2 separate regions of the Bactrocera dorsalis genome follow, and region 2 is linked to region 1. A link is a contact called in public Hi-C data. All regions are on one chromosome and are shown on one strand. Each heading gives the region's core, a stretch centred on a gene start, on an enhancer-like site or on the middle of the called end of the contact. The rest is flanking DNA. Distances are from core to core; before and after follow the strand shown. Region 1 holds the start of LOC109579882 (metallothionein-4). Region 2 has its middle 11 kb from the start of LOC105231082.

Evidence for each region. A called contact is a pair of places that touch in the nucleus more often than the background predicts.
Region 2: a Hi-C map of whole body shows a contact between it and region 1, with 3 times the contacts expected there. The contact joins the enhancer-like site here to the promoter of LOC109579882 in region 1. A contact is called at or near these places in 2 of 2 Hi-C or Micro-C datasets (both in whole body).

What each region holds. Positions count from the first base shown.
Region 1 is chr2:25,037,810-25,044,436 of ASM2337382v1, reverse strand. LOC109579882 (metallothionein-4) reads left to right here and starts at 3,433. Exons shown (of 2, transcript XM_049447219.1): 1 at 3,433-3,472; 2 at 4,639-4,846. The coding sequence starts at 3,448. The coding sequence ends at 4,742. It also overlaps LOC105225244.
Region 2 is chr2:25,091,123-25,097,749 of ASM2337382v1, reverse strand. No RefSeq gene overlaps it. Among protein-coding and RNA genes, the nearest start is that of LOC105231082, 11 kb to the left of the region's middle. Within about 2 kb of position 3,304, the one cell type or tissue checked has open chromatin away from gene starts, as enhancers often do.

The sequences.
Region 1 (6,627 bases), core at 2,184-4,683:
TCCATACTTTTTGAAGGATGAAATCTAAAAATATAACACAAGACAAGAGTTTAGATCTGGAGATATGGAGAGTATCCTGTGAAGTTTAGGTCCACGAGATGACGCTAGTGTCGAATATATTTTTTATTCAAATTATGAACAATTTAGCTCATATTCATCTTCTACTTCTTTACTAGCGTAGAAACCGCTTACGCGATTATAGCCGAATTAATAACAGCGCGCCAGTCGTTTCTTCTTTTCGCATGATGGCGCCAATTGGAGATTCCAAGCGAAGCCAGGTACTTCTCCACCTGGTCTTTCCAACGAAGTGGAGGTCTATCTCCTCTTCTACTTTGTCCGGCGGGTACTGCGTCGAATATTTTCAGAACTGGAGTGTTTTCGTACATTCGGACGGCATAACCTAGCCAGCGCAGCGGCAGTCTTTTAATTCGCTGAACTATGTCAAGATCGTCATATATCTCATACAGCTCATCGTTCCTTCGAATGCGTTATTCGCCGTGGTCAACACGCAAATTGTCGAGGTTGTGGAGGTGAACTACTGGCAGGCCTCAGAGTACATTCCCTTCACGTCATCATTAGGTTGTTAGGTTATTAGAGTGCGGCGAAGATGAAAACAAAGCGAAATCTAGTGGAAGCGCTAAACTTACAGATTCCATTGAACTTGGAGGATGGAACCATCTCCCGTAATAAGTGAAATGGTTAGCGACGGGTATGTGTTTCTACAGTTTTCATGAAGATGGTCTGCGGATATCCCATGCCACCTCCCGGCCTGTATCGTCGCTTCAGTGAGACTTGTGAAGAAGGCGATCAACTTCACGATTTTAACTCATTTTTATATATTTTACTTGAAAACCGTCCACGAGTATACTTCATTTATACCAAATACGCACCAGAGCCGGCGCTTTTTTTACGTCACTTTTTTTCCTTTCATTACGTCATTAATCGAGTGCAAATTGTGATTCCAGGGTTTCTAACTTAAAAAAAAACAAGTTATCACCGAGTTTTACAATACTAATTTGTTTTTAATCATCTTTTATGTATAAAAGTTTAAAAAGCATTTACTTTTTACAATTTGGTACGAAACAAAAAGATATTTTCCGCATTTCCTCACTTTGTGCCACAATGTGGTCCATGCTGATGCGCATGATCCTGACCATGATGATGTCCATGCTCTTTGTCCACTTCGCCATGCACCTGCTTGTTGTGGCATTTGCACCCCTTGTCGCAACTGCACTTATCGCCGCACTTCTGCGTGTTACTTTCGCAATTATTGAATAACGGAATTTGAAGATGTAAGCTTAGTTCTTTGTAAGAAAAAATAATTAGCTCGATTAAGAGACTTCTAATTTAAAAAAATACTTACCTTTCCCACAACTAGCACACAGCATGTTTTTGTACGTTTAATATATATTTCTTAATATTGAGTAGAGCGCTTTTGAACGTTCCTTCTGATGCTGCTGAAGTTGATCTTTCAACTTTGGAACAGCAGCCAAGAAACATCTCTTTTATACCATATCTGTCTTTATTGTCTCATGCGTTATCTATTTTGTCTTTAAAGTTGATTTCTTTGTTCTGAATTGTATGAGATGAGTCAATTCTGCTGGCTGAGGTGTGCAACGCATTCGTTTTGTTTTATTGTTTAGTTTTGTATCCCTAGATTTTTTTTACATAAAAAAACTAAACGACCGCGAATTAAAAAGTAGGCTAATGGTTAAAATGATTCAAAATTACCACGAGTTTGGATCTAACAACCACCATAACTATGCGATGCAGAATCAGACGCAAGACCTTATTTACCTACCCTGTTATATATACTTATTTCTACCTGAATTAAAGATATTTTGCTTAATTCTATCCGACAATCATATAAACCTGATATACTATATTTAAAGCCTATTGTTAAACTGAGTTCTAATGAAATTTATGAGAAGCTCGTATCGAATCGTCGTTTAAAGGATGGCGCCTTATAAGCTCCAGAGACAAAAAATTTCACAACTTGAATGATAAAAAAGGTCTATGGGAGCCGATGTTAAATTTGAACGATGGACGTGGCATAGTCCTCATTTAGGTGAAAATCCATATCGCGAGATCTACTCTATATACATTGATATTATTACCTGACAGTCCTACATGACTGTGCGAAAATAGGCAAAAAGAGACAAAAACCGCATCTACTTCTCATATAACACAATTTTAATTTCCGTCCGTTTCTTTCACTTCCTAGTATAGAAATCAAAGACCAATGAATATATTGGGATACAACTTTGCACAAATAGCGTATTTAAGATATTTCGTCTTAAGGTTTTCAAAGTCAGATCATAACTGCTCTAGCCCACAGACACTGAACTTGTGGATTCCTTTAGTGCCCAGGGCTAAAACGGTGTGTGAGATTTTTATTGAAATTCGAAGAAAATCCTTTCCGAATAATAGTATGTCTATAAGTCAAAAAGATAATACAATAAATGATGAAATCCCTGTCAATACTTATCAAAAATATTTATTAAGAAAAATTTGTAGTAATTCCATTTATCATAATACCATGTATATAAATAGTTTCGTAAATAAAATATCATCAATGGCTACACAATTCTTCTCAAAAGACGAGCATGAAGCATGGAAAAAATTTAAATTTGTTTCTGCAACTTCTCATCATAGATGAGATGGCGCTTCAAAACAAAACGTTTTTATGTTGCACAGTGTGCTGAAATTCAACTCAATCTCAGAGAGGCGCTAGCAAATAATAATTTAGTCACACAATTTTATCTATCCCTCATAACAGTAGAATACTACCGCTATATCAGCAAAACGTCACGTAATTCAATGATATCAAGTGATATCTTTTACTATACTATATAACTGTTTATTTGCCTTATCAGCAATCAGTGAATGCAAAAGTACCAACAACCACACGGCACCACAGCAACTGTAAACAATTTTCATTTCGCATAAAATACAAGTTGAGTACAACAAATTCTTATCACCGGCAATTAGCGGAGTGCAAAAATAAATAATAACAGTAAAATATACTATAGCTTTGTTATTATAATATTGGAGTATTCGCCGAAGCGTTGTCGGTGCACACGGCGAAATGAGCCAGCTAACCAAATAAGCGCTATAGGGCTCGCCTGATAATCGAATTGTGCCAAATGTAACAGTAAAGTGCAAAAAAGTACAACGCTTAACTTGGGTGGAGAATGCAAAAATATTGCGCACTGCACGCTCCCAAGTGGCGTTGCTCACATACGTACATAAAGTGCCAGTGCTTACATTCGTTTTTACTATATACATATGTACTTATGTTTACACACGACGCTTTTGTAAATGCAACGCTTATAAAAAGACCGATCGTTTGTAATTGAAAGTATAGTTTGAGAAAGTGAATCATAGAGTCAACTTCGTATAGATATATTTTTAAAGAGAGTTTTCTGAATATTTTACTTTATAAAAATGGGTTGTCCAGCATGTTGTAAAGGTATGTGGAGAAAACAAAGGCAAAACAATTTGAAGTAATAATTTGTGAATAAAATATGGAAGTTACAATGACACTAGTATTAAAACGCTCAAAAATATTTTATTTGCAATAATATTGTTCAATTTTATTGTTCAATATTTATTCAATGCTTTATTTTCAGTATGGTAGTCGAAGTTTACACTTTCTTTTCAATATTATTGTTTAAATTTATTGCGCAATATTTCTTCAGATATTTTTTTGCAATATTATTTAACAATTTATATGGTAGTTAGTATGAATATTAATTGAAATATTACCAAAACTCTAAAATGAGCTAATTAGATTCGAAAGCTAAGAAGTGCCTACGTCTTAGAGATATCAATCTTGGTACACATGAATAATTTATAGCAACTGGTTCAATGACTCACTACGGGAACAACAGGGAACAAGATTTTGCACAGAAATGAAACAAATACCAAGTGAACTTTAAATAAAATGTGAACATTTTACCTTAGAAGACCACGAATATCAAAATTTATAAAATATTGATCAATATTTTTGATGAAAAAATGAAACAATTACCAAATACAGTGTAAATAAAATACGAACAGTTTTCGAAAGAAAACCAGAAACACCATACAAATATATTGATCAATATTATGGACACTAAATTTAAAGTTCTTATATGTACATAAAAAGGAGTTTGGAAGCCTCAATTCGATCTAACACACATCATCTCGAAATTGTGTTTGATATTTATGGATCAATATTATTCAAAGTTTAACGTTTCTTCATTGTAAGATTTAGCCAGTGGGATTGACAAACTTTAGCGTTTTATACTTGTAAGTTTATTATGTAACAGTAAATATATACATTAACATTTTGTGAAATGTTATTCCGTTTGTTTATAACGGATATTTTACATTTATTGATCAAAATACATTACATATTTTTGAATTTAAACCTACACAACTTTATATTTATTGATCAATACTATTGAAGTTTCAACTTAAAACTGCTGCCTTTTTAAATATATTGCATTCTAAATATTCACCTTATTGCCCAATTTTATTTTTATTGATCAATATTATTGACGATTTATTGTAAATACATTGGATTTTAAAAGTTAATATTATAAAATTAAAACATTTTCATAACAATAATCAAATTTTTCTTTGATTCACAAGATTGCAAATGCACTGCAGCTAAGTGCGGAGATGGCTGCCCCTGCGATCAGCAATGCAAATGCAATTGCAAGAGCGGTGCCAAGGACAACTGCTGCAAGAATTAAATTCATTGGACCAGCGAACTTTGAAAATAAATGTCAACCGCTAATGGAAAATTGAATAATTGAGCTCCAGAATGGAGATGAATAAAGCAAAAACAAAAACATTATGAAGTTTATAGTTTTCTTAGTACACTCGGAATAAACATATGCCAATTTGAAATTATATGCATAGCTATAACCGGTCATGTAACCCAAAAAGGAAGTAAAGAAATTTCCGCTTCTCAAAACCGAGAGCAGCGAGCATATTGAAAGAATCAGATACAGACTTCAAGTGAATATGCGCTTTTACAAATTTATTTACAAGTGCATGCTTATGCGCTTTAACAATTTATAGACCTGTAAATTTATTTAGATTGCTTTGCTGCAAACACTCCCAATATCACTACAATGCAAAGCGCCACAAATGCAGTTGATGTGATAGACGCACTCACTATTGCAGTGCTGTGGAGATGAGCTGGTGCAATTGTCGAGAGCGTCTTTGTCGCCAGTGCTGACGACAGAATTTCTTACAAACACACACGAATACTCGTTCGCCACTACTGTGACTCGCCAGCATGCCTGGGCATAATAAAAATTGTCCATTGATTTATTTACGAGCTCAACGCCTGCGAAGTGTCCTTTGCAAGGAAGCTTTTGCAACGCTTTTATTTATTCATTTTAATATTTTCATCTTCGCTTCGTAAGCTTTGGATCGCCTGCGAACGGCAGTTCAACAGTCGGCATATGTGTCTTTAAATAAAGTCCTCGTGTCCCCTTACATTCGGTGCAGGCTGGCGTAGAAACTCTACTGCCTCTGTATATTCATGTTCTCCTCCTTCTCCGTTGTAGTCGTTTCTGCCTCTGTTTGTGCCATTTATGTTACTATCTTTCGGTAGTTTGGCCTTTGCCGTTCTTCTATTGCCACTTGCCTTGTCGCATACACTCAAGCTTGCATTTGCGTACAATCAAGCCGCATCACTTTGTGTCTTCCTTTTGCATCACTCACTTACCATTAGCCTCTGCCTGCCGCTGTAACCCCACACAGCGACATCTGCTGTTTGTACTCAATCTAAAGCATTTGGTGTCTGTCAACTTCTTCTTCCTTTTGCTTCAGAGTTTTAAATGAAAATTTCATTTGAATATTTATGAAGGCTTATAGTGGCGGAGTGCAGCAACCCTTTTCTCGAGGCAGTTCGGGCAATGCAAAGGACATAAAGTGGTTTGCAAATTGAAAAAGTGCGGTCAAAGTGTATAATATACTTAAAATGACTTAAGAATATGTGGTTTGGAAGAGTTGAAAGTAAGTGTTATGTAAGAATACTAGTAAAATTTACGTTTAAACGAACTAAATCTAAAGATACAAATCTTGAAAACTGCATTAAAGAACTTTAAAGAACACACCCAGTGTGACAACCTACAAAAGAAAATTTATGAAAATTTCAAAAAAAAAAACAATGAGGTATCAATTATTTTAAAGGATAGATTTATAAATTTTAATAAATTTTTTGGATTATACTGGCCGGTAGTCACACCACACATAGAGCTCTAAGTCCTTAATAATACCAGACGGAAGTTGAGCTGAAGTACTCGTCTATGCTTTTTTTAAATTTTTAAAGCGACTGGATATATAATTTTAATACTTCATCTAGTCCCTTGAACTGCGAAGCTCCTAGATATTCAAGATGACTTCTAGATACTGCTGGACAAAGGCAGATGTGATGTTCCAGCGTCTACTTCATGCATACTTCTTTGCACTTTCTACATGTATCCTTGGTACTTATAACCATCCGGCAGTAGGTTGTGACTTGTCATTAAGTCGATATGCATCTTGCCGTCTTTTCGAGACCGTGTGAGTAAAAAGCTTACGTTTTCCTTCCTTCTACTTCCTTCTACATGACCTAGGCAATCC
Region 2 (6,627 bases), core at 2,055-4,554, 53 kb before region 1:
TTACGACTTTTTTACGACACGCAGACACGTGTTCGAGACGGAAGTGGCAGCCGCAATACTAACCTAGGCACTTCCACTGCCACCTACACACCATGCATACATACTTACATCCTTACTTTGAGTGAGTGTGCAAATACATATGTACAATGTTGCCGGTTGCAACATGACATTGCTAAAAATCTCAAAAATGCAACCATAAATTTAATGAAGCCAAATGAAAGTCGAAAAAGCCCAAAATCCAGCAACACAGTAACCACCCTCTATTCTGGAGAAGAGTAGCATGTGCGGAGATGCTACTGTCTCACTCACACTTACAACGGCCGACAAATTGTGGGTATGCTTGAATGAAAAATGGTAATAACAACAAAAGGGAGCTGTCAGTTGCACACAACGCGCGCGCAAAACGTGTACACCCCCAACAGTTGGAGTGGCGCAAATCAGACTTTAGTCGTGGTGATAAAAATTAAATAAAACATAAAAAGTTCAAGGACAGCAATATTTTATGTTTAAGTGAATTTAGTAAATAACAGTAGAATACCATTAGGGTAGATATACTTGTCTAGAAGTCTGTCCTAATATATTTTACATAGAAATACGAAAATATGAATTTTATGTCATGTCCAAGAAATCCAAAGATTCATTCATTTCTATTTCTATACTATATAATTAGCCAGACATATTTATGGATAACAGAAACACCCTGTAATTAATTAATAAATAAGTTCGTCGCCTTTGAAGAATTTAGCATCCTTTTAGTAACCTTTTTTCATAGCACGCATCCCGGGTCCTAACCTTTTTTCTACTGAACCGATTGATTTCAAATTTTAACAGGCTGTTATACATACACATTTATAGTTCTCGTCAGTACTAACGAGAATTTTTTTAACCCCTAACTTTTTATTTTACAACCCTTTATTTGCTAAAATAACAGGACTTTTTTTTCAAAGTCCTTCATTTTGTTACTTACCCTTGAAATTTAACTTCAGTATTTCCGACCTGTCATGATATGTCTATAGATTAAGAATAATCAAGAAAATTTTATTTCAGATAACATCAAGAGCCAAAATCACCTGGGCCACCCACGCACATTTTTTTGAGGTTCCAACTTCGAGTGACAATAATAATAGTAATAAAGTATTACATTTTTTCAAATACATTTTTTTTTTTTAATTTTCAATATGTAAATAACAACACTCTAAATATTTAAGATAATTAATTTTTATTTTCCTATAAAAAACCACCCTCCGAAGAAGTCATGAAAATAGGCATAAGTTACCGGACTATTACCTTAAATGATCTTTCAGTGTACAAGTATCTCGAATAGAAGATAAACAGTAAGTACACAATTAAGTCTGGAACCTGATGTCGAGATCATGCTTATTATTTCTCTAATCTAAACAATGAAGAAAACATCGAAGGATATTCAGAGGAAATGAATAATCTTAAATCGAAGACATTGATATTTCTTCTCTATTGCTGAACTTTAAGGACATAAGAGCGCTTCTGAAAAGAGTGTTGTAAAGATACACTGTTACGGAACACATTGGCTTTAAATATTAGAAGTATACAATTAACCAGAGAGAGTATCAGAAAGCACTCATTATATATTTGTCGGTTTTATGTTACTTTTCTCATGGAAAAGATACTAACACGATTTTACCAGTCCTCGAAACACATATCGTAGCCACTATTTGGGATGGCCTTCAGCTCCTTCGGCGAATTTTGCTTTCTCTCTCCGATCGACCGAAAAGGGGTTCCATGGAACGGTAATTTCAGTTTGGGGAACAAGAGAATATTGAAAGGGGTTAAATCTGGGGAGCGCGGTGATTGATAAATGGCACTCATTGCGCTTTTGGGTTTAAATTCGGTCATAATCGTGTCTCAATGCGATGATGCATTATCATCGTGTGAAATCTATGCATTGTTCTTCTACAATTCCGGCCATTTTCGATGGATGTCCTCACGATGTACGAAACCACGAAAATGGAAAAAAAACTAAGGCCTCTAGATTTTTGAGCGAAATTGGCGTGGTTTGTATGGCTTCGGCTCGTTTCTTTCTCTGCATTCCGATGATGGTTGACTTGCTTGCAAGTAAAACTCATAAACCTAAACCCATGTCTCGTCGGCGGCCTGTTTACAGTACTCTTTTTGAGAAAAAAAAATTAGCTTTATCGGAACGAGTCGTGCATGAACGCGCTTCATACCAAAAAATATCCACCAAAAGCATGCAAACGGACTCGAGAGAAATATCGAGCTCTCTTGTCATCGCTCTAACAATTGCCTGACGATTTTCAAGCACGATATTCTTAACTTTTATAATATTTTCATCAGTTGAAGAGGTCGAAGGTCGTCCAAAACTAGGCGTATCTTTAACGACCGCCTTTGAAGGACTTGTACCACTCCTAGGCTTGTGTTTTTAATAAAACTGAATTAGCGTAAGCCTTCTCCAGCTTTAGCAATAATTCCCCACACGAAATTTAAAGGAGTGACAGGCTGAATCGATTTAGCCATATGTGTTTGCTTTTCTGTGTATATGAGAACATGTCCGTTATATTTTTAGATCTGGCTCGGAAATCTACAAGTTTTGTACAAGTCCTTTTTTCCAGAACCTGCTCATTTATCGGAAAATTGAACAATCAGCGAGTGCTTGTATGAAAAGCTCTTTTATATTTGTGAAGGATACTATAAGTTCGGTGCAGCCGATCGTTTTTGGCTGGCAGTTGTATAAAAATAGTATTTATGAACCGTTTTTACTTTGTGTATGCAGTTTTTTCAACTTGGAAAGAAATAATATTCGACAAAAAACATGGTTTAAAGAAAATTTATTTGTAATATATTAAAGTCTGCGAATAAATCTGTAAATATAAATACACACATCAAAACAGACATGCAATATCACTCCAAATCACCAAGTCTTAATAACTCTCTATGCGTTATCTCTGTCAGGTAGTCACCCTCAATCGCTTAGCATTACGCCGCTACATAAATACACCAATCCACATTTATCCTTTTTATGGCTTATGATTGAATGTGATATGTACATGCAAACTTATATAAGAAAACACCCTAAAACACCGTTTCATTACTGTACTCTCGCAATTTTTTGCTACTGCAAACGAAAAAGAACAGGCAAATGCTAGAAGCCGAGTCGCATGTGCAGCAGACGCTTTGGCCTCCCAGACAAATGATGTTATTGCTTTTATTGCATGGGCTATTTTTACTGCTGTCGCCGCCAACGCATATACATGCTAACACACACATGCATAGGAACGGAAATATTTCACCACCGAAACTACGTCGTGACAGCCCGCATTGTCGTAGCTGTCAGTGGGGAGCTGTAGCGGCAGTATCACCTGCTTTTCACACACGACTTATGAGTCGACCAGCAAAGAGAAAGAGAGCGTTTTTGTAGGTGTGTGAAATAAAGCTGAACGCTATGCTATGCAGTGCTATGCCATGCTGTTATATGTATATGAGTGTATAGGTGTGAGCGCGTGAAAGTGGGTGTAAGGCGGTCCTGCGTGTGAGCAAATATGCGTTAGTTTAGTGTGCAGTAAAAGCAATTCATCATAGAAAATGGCGGCATAAACACTCAGCGTGACAAGAAGAGTGTATGAGTGTATATGTTTGCTGTGTGTATCTCTGCAGTGACGACGAAAGATGAAGCACAACAATTTGCTCATCACTTAAAATGGGGTTAACAGCTTTTGTAAGCGCAGCTGTATTTACATAGCTTTTAATTTGGCGCTCATTTAAATTTTTACAAATTCTTATATGTACATATGTATATTGGCTTCATCTGTTTGATAATTCCTTTATTTGTAGTGTTTCAAAAATTAAATTGCCTACTTTATGACGCTATTCACGTTTACTTTTGACAGCTGCTGCTTAATTTTTTGTTTTCACTCATATCTCGATCTGAAAGGGGAGAAATTTAAACGCAAAGAATAGAGATTTAGCAATTTTTTCAGAACCATATTTCGGTAAATCGCAGTAATCGCAGTCTAGATCCTGAGATCAGTTCTAATAGCCAATTGAGTCAAATATTTATTCACATAATCAGACAACGTAACTTGAAGCTCGCTTTACACAAGTTTTCGGATAAGTAAGATTTGTGTCGGATCAATCGAGTTCTGGTTCATATACAAAGACAGCAACCCTACCTGCGAATCGAGGAAATTTGGGCTAATCACATATTTTTCTCAAAATACTGTTTCAACTCAATATTACTTCCAGTATAAAAAAATAAAAACTGCAGTAATTTAATAAATTATTTTCCCCATCTAAAGCGCACAGTGTTTCTCCACATGAGGGCACCACTAAATTACTGTATACCAGTTTTGAACTACTTTTCGAAATTCTCTCAGTTAATTCCAATAAAAGTATTGATGCGAAATAAACACATATACCAGATGCAAAGAACCACAAAGCTAATCAGTGACCTCGACAGCTCAATTGTCAAGAATATCGATGAAACGAGTATCTAAACATTTTGCAATATGCTAGAAACACAAACAAACACATACTTTACACATATCATGACAATATGCCCAAAAACACACAAACACAAAGCCGAAATTGTGACGGACACTTAGCAAAGGCCACACGCCGACGCATATCAATTTGGCTGTCAAAAAGGACATTCACCCGAATAAGAGTGAAAAGGGTCGAACATATGCACACATGTACAATACATGCACACAAGTATACTTGAATGTCATGTTTGATAGAGTTCATGTCTGCGCTGATGAGAGGCGGAAAACTCAAGCCCATTTCGGAAATTTAGCTGTGACGCGGCATTTCATTGTTGGCTAAAATAGCGCACAAACGCACCCACACACACACACAAACTAATGAAAATGCCGCCAGCGCATAAATATTTATCAATATACTGTGTTTGTTTGTGTTACACCCCCCTTCCCTTCGCTTGTTCGCATATGTATCGACTTTGGTGTGACCCATTTTCGAAGCCTCTGAGCGTTTGTTGTGAAATTGGCTTAACCGGTCGCTTGTGCAGCTTATCAATCGATAGTTTGTTGTAGTTGTTTTTGTGTTTTGTTTTTGATTTTAACGACAACTTTTAAATTTGCCAGCTTTTAACGGTACAACTATGCGGCTTTGCTTTTAAATCCTTTTATAACGCCCATCATAGCGGCTTTGTTGTAGGCACCTTTCGTGTAGCCTCTCATCGGCTTTCTGAGCTGTAAATGTATTAGCTTGTTATGGTGTTTATGTTGGGTTTTCGGTATTTCCGTGGCAAGCGGAAAAAATAACGAACAAAATGTGTTCGCATTGAAGGAATTGCGAAAATTGACGCAAACACGCGGTCAATAAATCTTATTTCGTGGTGTATGAAATGCTTTTTGTGCATATCGACTTAAAAATAAATAGGATTTTAATTTACCTTTCATTATTTGCTAAGGTAAATTTTATTTAGTTGGAATCTTTTCAAAATAAAAGAGAGTTTTACGAGGTATGACAATTAAGTAATGAGACTGATTCCATAAAAACCGTATATTTGAAAATTATTCTACAACTCTGCTATCCCATTCAAAGTAGTCCCCTTGGGCAGCTATACAGCGATTCCAGCGCGTTTTCCATGTTTCGTAACATTTCAGGAATGTTTCGACTGAGATGTCCGCGAGTACCCTCGTCACGGCCGCCTGGATGTCCGTAATCGACTCAAAATAGGTTCCTTTGACCACCGATTTTGTTTCAGGAAACAAAAAAAAGTCACAGTGCATGTCGGGCGAATAAGGCGGCTGTTGCAACACGGCTATCCCTTTAGAGGCCAAATACTGGGACACGCTGAGGGCGGTGTGGCATGGCGCGTTGTCGTGATGAAGGATCCAGTTACGAGCGATATCTGGGCGCACCCTGTTGACTCGTTTTCGCAATCTTTCGAGTACTTGGCAATAGCAGACTTGATTCACAGTTTTCCCCAGTGGTACGAATTCTTTGTGGACGATTCCACGGCTATCAAACAAAGGCAATAATCATCGTTTTCACCTTCGACGAAACATCTGGTCACGACTAAAAGCACTATCACCATACACTCTTACTATTTTAGCGTTTGTTTCGGAAGCTGTTTCGCCCAATCTGGCGCAAAATTTTATCGCGACGCGTTGCTCTTGATTTCGTTTTTCCCTTTTCGTGACGAGCACTACAAACACACGTCTACTCAACTTGACGCAGCAGGCGAACTAAACAAGCTAAAGCGATGATACATATATCAATGGAGAGAGGAGGGATGCCGGAAAAAGAGAAAGGGAATTTCAAGATCACAGGTTTACCACAAGCGTGGGAATAAAACTAGTCTCATTAATTAATTGTCAAGCCTCGTATAATGGTTATTCGATCAATTCGTCTTGAGTTAACGGCACATACTATGGAAAACTGTGTACTGGTTATATAGGAAAAGCACGTGGAAATAAATCTCGCCCATTTTTTAACTTTGTTCGTTAATACAGATTCAGTTTAATGACTAATTTCCATATATTTTCTCAAATTTCAGTTTTCTTGTACTTAGAAAAATAGCAGGTATGTAGAACTGGACTTCCTTTATAGGTGAGATTTGACTTTTCTTAAAATATGGCTCCTCTTTATTCTGAATACATTTAACTCTGT